Regions from separate parts of the Sus scrofa genome. Here region 2 is linked to region 1. A link is a contact called in public HiChIP or PLAC-seq data. All regions are on one chromosome and are shown on one strand. Each heading gives the region's core, a stretch centred on a gene start, on an enhancer-like site or on the middle of the called end of the contact. The rest is flanking DNA. Distances are from core to core; before and after follow the strand shown.

Region 1 (2,700 bases), core at 148-2,647:
GTGGCCCTAGTCCTTTCAGTATTTGGGAAAGACCAATGAAAAACAGGGCACTTTCAGGAAACCTTAACCTGAAATTACCACTACATAGCAAAGAGGAGTTTTACTGAAAAAACAGTAATTCAACTTTTAGTAATTAATACGAACAATCTAAAATAAAAGTTTCCCAGGACTACTCAACTGTACGATATTCAAAAGATGGCAGGAGTGAACTATTTACAAAAAATATTTTTTTCTTTCCAGTTATCCTTCAGTGAATTTAAAGGAAAGCAAATGAAAAGCACTGTTTTTCACTATATTTTACCCAGCGCTAGTTGATAGCAAACAATTAGTAACTGTGTTTTTAAGGCACACACTCTTTTTCAACTACAAAGATACTTGACCTTTAGAGTAAGAACTGAAACCAATCCCAACTATTCCTAAACTTGACAACATTACACAGCAATGATTCCTGGATAAACGACTTTGGTAAACCAGCCCGAAGACGTCAGATGAAAAACTTTAAAAAAAACTACAAAACACTCTAACTTCCGAGTTCAGTCGGTACAAGGGTTTCTGCCTCCTTGGTCCTCAAATGCCAGGTTCGCCGCCGTAAAGGGCGGGAACCTTCGTTGGGGATGTGGGGACCCTCGTGAGGGAGACGAGGCTTTCTCGGCCTCTGCCTGGCATTCTGGGCCGAGGCCGGCTGACTCAGGGGCGCGGACTCGCCGCGGGCGACGCGAGAGCCTCCCTCACTCACCGTGAATCGCTGGTCGCCGACGCTGCCCACGGAGAAGCAGTGGTCGCCAGGGTTCACAGCCCCGGTCAGCACCTGGTGTAGGTTCATGTCGGCGTCTTAGTCCAGCAACGGACGTTGCCTCCCGCTCATGCCCAGGGCCAGCTGCCGCTTTCCTCCCTCCCTCTTTCCTTCACGGGCGGCGGCCGGGCTTGGGAGGCGACGGCGGCAGCGACAGGCGCCAGGAGCCGGAGCCACTCAGCCACTGCCCGCAGCTCATCCCGAGCCCCCGCGGGCGAGTCTGGGAGGGGGCGGGCCGGCAAGCGGGAGGAGCACCGCGCGTCCGCGCACCTGTCACAGCCCGCGAGGGCCCAGGTGATGCTCAGTGTTGACCCAGCCGCCGCGACCCCGAGCCGACCCACCGGCCAGGAAGGCCACGCCGTCCGCGACACTCAGTCTGGACTGTGGCTGGCCGGCTGGGACCGAGCCCCAGTGGCGCAAGCAGCACGCGCTCTCCCTCACCACCAGACCTAGCCCTTCCCGGCTCCGGTGCCTACCACCCCCACTGGCCTTCGCTGCTCTCTACGCGTCCCTAAGGCCTTTCGGCCGAAATATCGCGAGATTTCTCGCGGCTATGAGGAATACTGCAGTAAAGAATTTATTCCTGCCACAGTATACGGGTCCGCAAGTGGAAAACACCTCTTTGAGTGAAATATTGGCCAATCCTGAGCTCCCGTTCACCCAAGGCTCCGCCCACCACTGAGGATAGACCAATCTCTTTGAGGCTTGTGAGCGACGTCGTGCGTTTGAATATTCAATGTAAGAAGCCTAGCAAAAGCATAGAGAGCCTTGAATAAACTGAGTGTTGTCAGATTATGCTTTCGTTTAGGGCTTGATCTGACTTTTGGGCCAGAAAGTTAAAAGGGAGAAGTGTATTACAAATGCAGTTGCAGTGTCTTGGTCCTGGTAGAGACTACAAGTCCCAACAAGCACCGCTGCCTTAAGCGGCCCGCGAGTTTGGCCAAGTGAAGGTGAAACTAGAGGCGTCTCAGCGCAGAGTTAACTCTGGTCGAGCGCGTTTCCAGTTCGCTAGAAAGAAAAACTGGGGGAGGTTTCGACCCTTGCTAAGTACTAAATTTAATTTAACATTCGTTTTGAAGTAGTGCTGGTAATAATACTACACCGGCCCACGTTGAGATGGTGTTTTGGGAAAAAAACCTAAGAATTCCAATATGATTAGTGTCACGGCCTCTCACAAACTTTGAGACTCAACTCTAATTGCATTTTGACAGTTTTGTATTATTATTGATAAACATTTGTTTACGTCTTCTCCCATGTACCATGAGCCTCTCAGGGACAAACTGACCTGTATCCCACGTGTCTAGTGCAGTGCCATTTCCAAGGTAGGAGTTCAGAAAACGTTAAATGAGTAGACATAAATAGCAGCTCCCCACCTAAAAAGAGTAGTTGCTTTTTTTTAATGCCAAATTGATTTTGATTTCATACACTTTTCTTTTGGTGAAAAAAAAAAAATGGGAACAAAACCCAAAAAACTTCACACTAATACTTGGATGGGAGGAGTACTAGTAATTTTGTTTTTACTTTCCCTAAGTTTTTTCCGAGGAACATAATTTTTTTTTTTTGCAACTTAAAAATTAACTAAAAATAAGTTTGAGAGCCATCTCCCTATTTTAAATTTGAGAGTTGTAAATGAACGCCCTTATTATATCCCAGTATCCCCATAAAAGTGAAGGATTGAAAACTTGTCTTTAAAAAAGAAAAAACTGTTTTATTGAGGTCTCACATAGTTACAGTTTAGGGTTTGTGTTTTAATTATTAATTCAGATTTATTTAATGTTGCTTTAAGTCAGTTTCATTTTTAAAATCTTAAACCATGATTTTTCTATGTTCAATATAAATTTTGTGTCTAGCCCAAAGTTTAACATGTTTACTCATTCTGTTCTGCCCATCTTTTGGTTTTGAAGTGC
Region 2 (2,700 bases), core at 128-2,627, 310 kb before region 1:
AGATTTAAAACAGGAGACACATTCCTTATTTCCATTCCGTCAAAGTGTAAACAAAATGTTTTTCCAAAACGGATCATTTTAGAATGAATGATCATTTTAGAATGAAGTATTTAGCTACAGGTACAAAATACTTGGCTACCAACTAATACTAAAGACATTTTTCTGAACAGAAGCATAAGAATTTACTTTATTAATGGAGATGTGAAGGTACAAATGAATTAACTGACAGAATTCCATTGTTTGTGATTTTTAACATACAATTCAAATTAATTCTTCATTAAATCCATAAGGCACTACCAGTGGGGGATCAATTAAGACCAAGATCCCTGCACTTGGAGGTCGGAGAGGTCGTGTATTGGTGGTAAAAATAGAAAACCTCAACGCAAAGCATTCGCGTGGGTATGACTGGTTTGTTTTAATTCTGTCCTTTAAAAATAGGGTTATTTCTCATAACAAATCACCATTTTGCTTCGGAAGTACAGGAAGATCTGGCCCATGTCAAAAAGGCCTCTGCTCCTCAGCTCCTGCTGTCCCCATGACACTCTCAATTACGTCCTTTATCAGGCACTGAGTTCACAACCCACGCCAAGACTCCAGTGGACTAGTCAATATGGTGCTTGGCTTGATATACATACAAAGTCCAACCAGGAGGAATCCAATCAGATTTTTTTTTTTTTCTTTTTAAGGAAGGCCCTCTAAAGAACTTAAAATCATCCAACAAAGGGAAGGATGAGTGACTTTTTAAAAGCAAGGGACTGACATATCTGCTACACCGGGGGTGACTGCAGCTCCCAGACGGCTTTTCCACCACATTTAAAAGACTTAAAGCGGCCTAGATAGTCTACTGGCAGGAAGAGTCCCAATGGATACTCACGGATGAGCTCCTGAAAGACCTTTCACCTAGTTCTGCAACCCGCAGCCCAACGAAGCCTCTCTCCTCAGGCAAGATCCTAAACCCTGAGAAGTCCACACGGGTGGGGGCTGCACCAGGAGTTTCTGGCTCTCCACTCAAGACTGGCCAGCCCCACCTCCCCCGCCTCAGCAGATTCGGCGTCGGGAGGACAGTCGTTGTCCGTCCTCCCACCACCCCCAGGGGATCCAGCCGCTCACTCCGCTAGCTGCCCCGCCACCGCTGTCCGCAGTCCCGACGCTGAGACCGCAGCCACCGCTGCGAGAGCAGCGGGACCGAAAAGGAGTGCTCCGGGATAGGAGCGACCCGGACGTCAGCCTTCCAACCTTTGCATGCCTACCTCCCCCGGCACCGGTGACCAGCACCACACGCCCGTAGAAGTTCAACATCGAGGCCATAAGTCCGGCCTGCAGAAGAACCAGCACAGCTCACACTGCCGGACAGGGAAAACCTGAGGCGAGGAGGAGCGGCGCCGAAGGCATTAACCGGCCAGTTTCTGGGTAAGAGAGTGACGTAGTATTTTTCCAAGTGCGCCTGCGCGGCCAATCCCTTGGAACTCTGGGAAATGTAGTCCACCGTGCCTCCAGGCGCTGCTGGACCCTGCCCAGGAGGCTTGGGTTGAAAGGGCTAGTTCTGCTGCGGAAGTAAAGGGAGCTGATGGGACCTTTGTGGTAAAATGGCTGACTGGGCCGACCTTGTATTTATCCATTCACCCGTCCCTTTGTCATTCACTCAACAAGCGTTTTCTGGATCTTGGCGAGGATGCAGCCCCTATCCTTAAGTAGCTTTCAAAAATAGCTCCTGAGAAGTAGAGGTACTCTGACCAATGGGTAAAAGATTTCTCAGAATGGACCTCTGGGAACTGTCAAAAATGCAAAGTACTGAGCCCCCACGCTGACATCCCAAATGGAATTGATTGACTCTACCGGTCCTGGAGTCTGAGACTGGCCAAGACCGCTTGTTTCTGCCAGGAAGGTTTTCTTTTTCCACTTGGCTTCACACAGCCAATAATGAAATCGATGTTGAAACTGGAACAGCACGAGCTTTATTTAATCACCAAAGAATGGAGAAGCGGAAACTTAGGTCACAAATCAATTTCTAAACCCAATTCAGATGGAGACACCACACATGTAGGACGATGGAGATAAAAGGGAGGTAATTAGGAAAAGTGGGAGGAATACTCAGTCATGACTTAACCAAGAACATCGATGTACTTCGGATCCAGAACTGAAAGAACACTCCTCCGTAGTCTTCGTAGTCTTCGTATGGGCCTTTCCCATTGTTGCTGTGGTAATTGTCAAGGGACAAAGCACTGGTAGGTGTCATTTAGTGTGCTAATCTATTGCAATGAATGTATAATGAGGCTAAAAGTCTACTGGAAGTCAAATGTTCTCTGGCACCTGGTTTGTTCTAACCTGTACTTGTTTTTCTCTTTGCAGCTTCCTCCTGAAACTTAGACTAGAGCAACTGGTTTCCATTCAAGGAAGGGGAAGGGGTATGATTCTGGGGCAATAGTCTTGGCCACAAAATATCAAGGGACAAAAAAAAAAAAAAAAAATGTCCAGGGGTGATTCTAAATAACTTTTGCTTTTGGGGGTTGAATATAGTCATATTATTAAGCACCTAGGGGTAGTAAGCACAAGTTTACAGATGAAAAATAAGGTGTCCCTGAGCTATTCAAAATTAGGTGGTATAACTTTACCTACAGTACAGCATGCTAAGACTTGTGCCGAAATAAACAAACCCTTTCCCTTCCGGTGAGAAAAGGGGAAAACTTTCCAAAGGAGATG

The links. HiChIP or PLAC-seq counts read pairs in DNA pulled down with a chosen protein or histone mark.
Region 2: an H3K27ac HiChIP or PLAC-seq map of alveolar macrophages shows a contact between it and region 1. The contact joins the promoter of HSD17B4 here to the promoter of DMXL1 in region 1. A contact is called at or near these places in 1 of 5 promoter capture datasets (liver), 2 of 47 Hi-C or Micro-C datasets (heart right ventricle and liver) and 1 of 2 datasets of contacts at active chromatin or transcription factors (alveolar macrophages).

Annotation. Positions count from the first base shown.
Region 1 is chr2:123,001,774-123,004,473 of Sscrofa11.1, reverse strand. It overlaps DMXL1 (dmX-like protein 1), which reads right to left and starts at 1,397. Exons shown (of 46, transcript XM_021084665.1): 1 at 737-1,397. The coding sequence starts at 823.
Region 2 is chr2:123,312,160-123,314,859 of Sscrofa11.1, reverse strand. It overlaps HSD17B4 (hydroxysteroid 17-beta dehydrogenase 4), which reads right to left and starts at 1,377. Exons shown (of 24, transcript NM_214306.1): 1 at 1,251-1,377. The coding sequence starts at 1,308.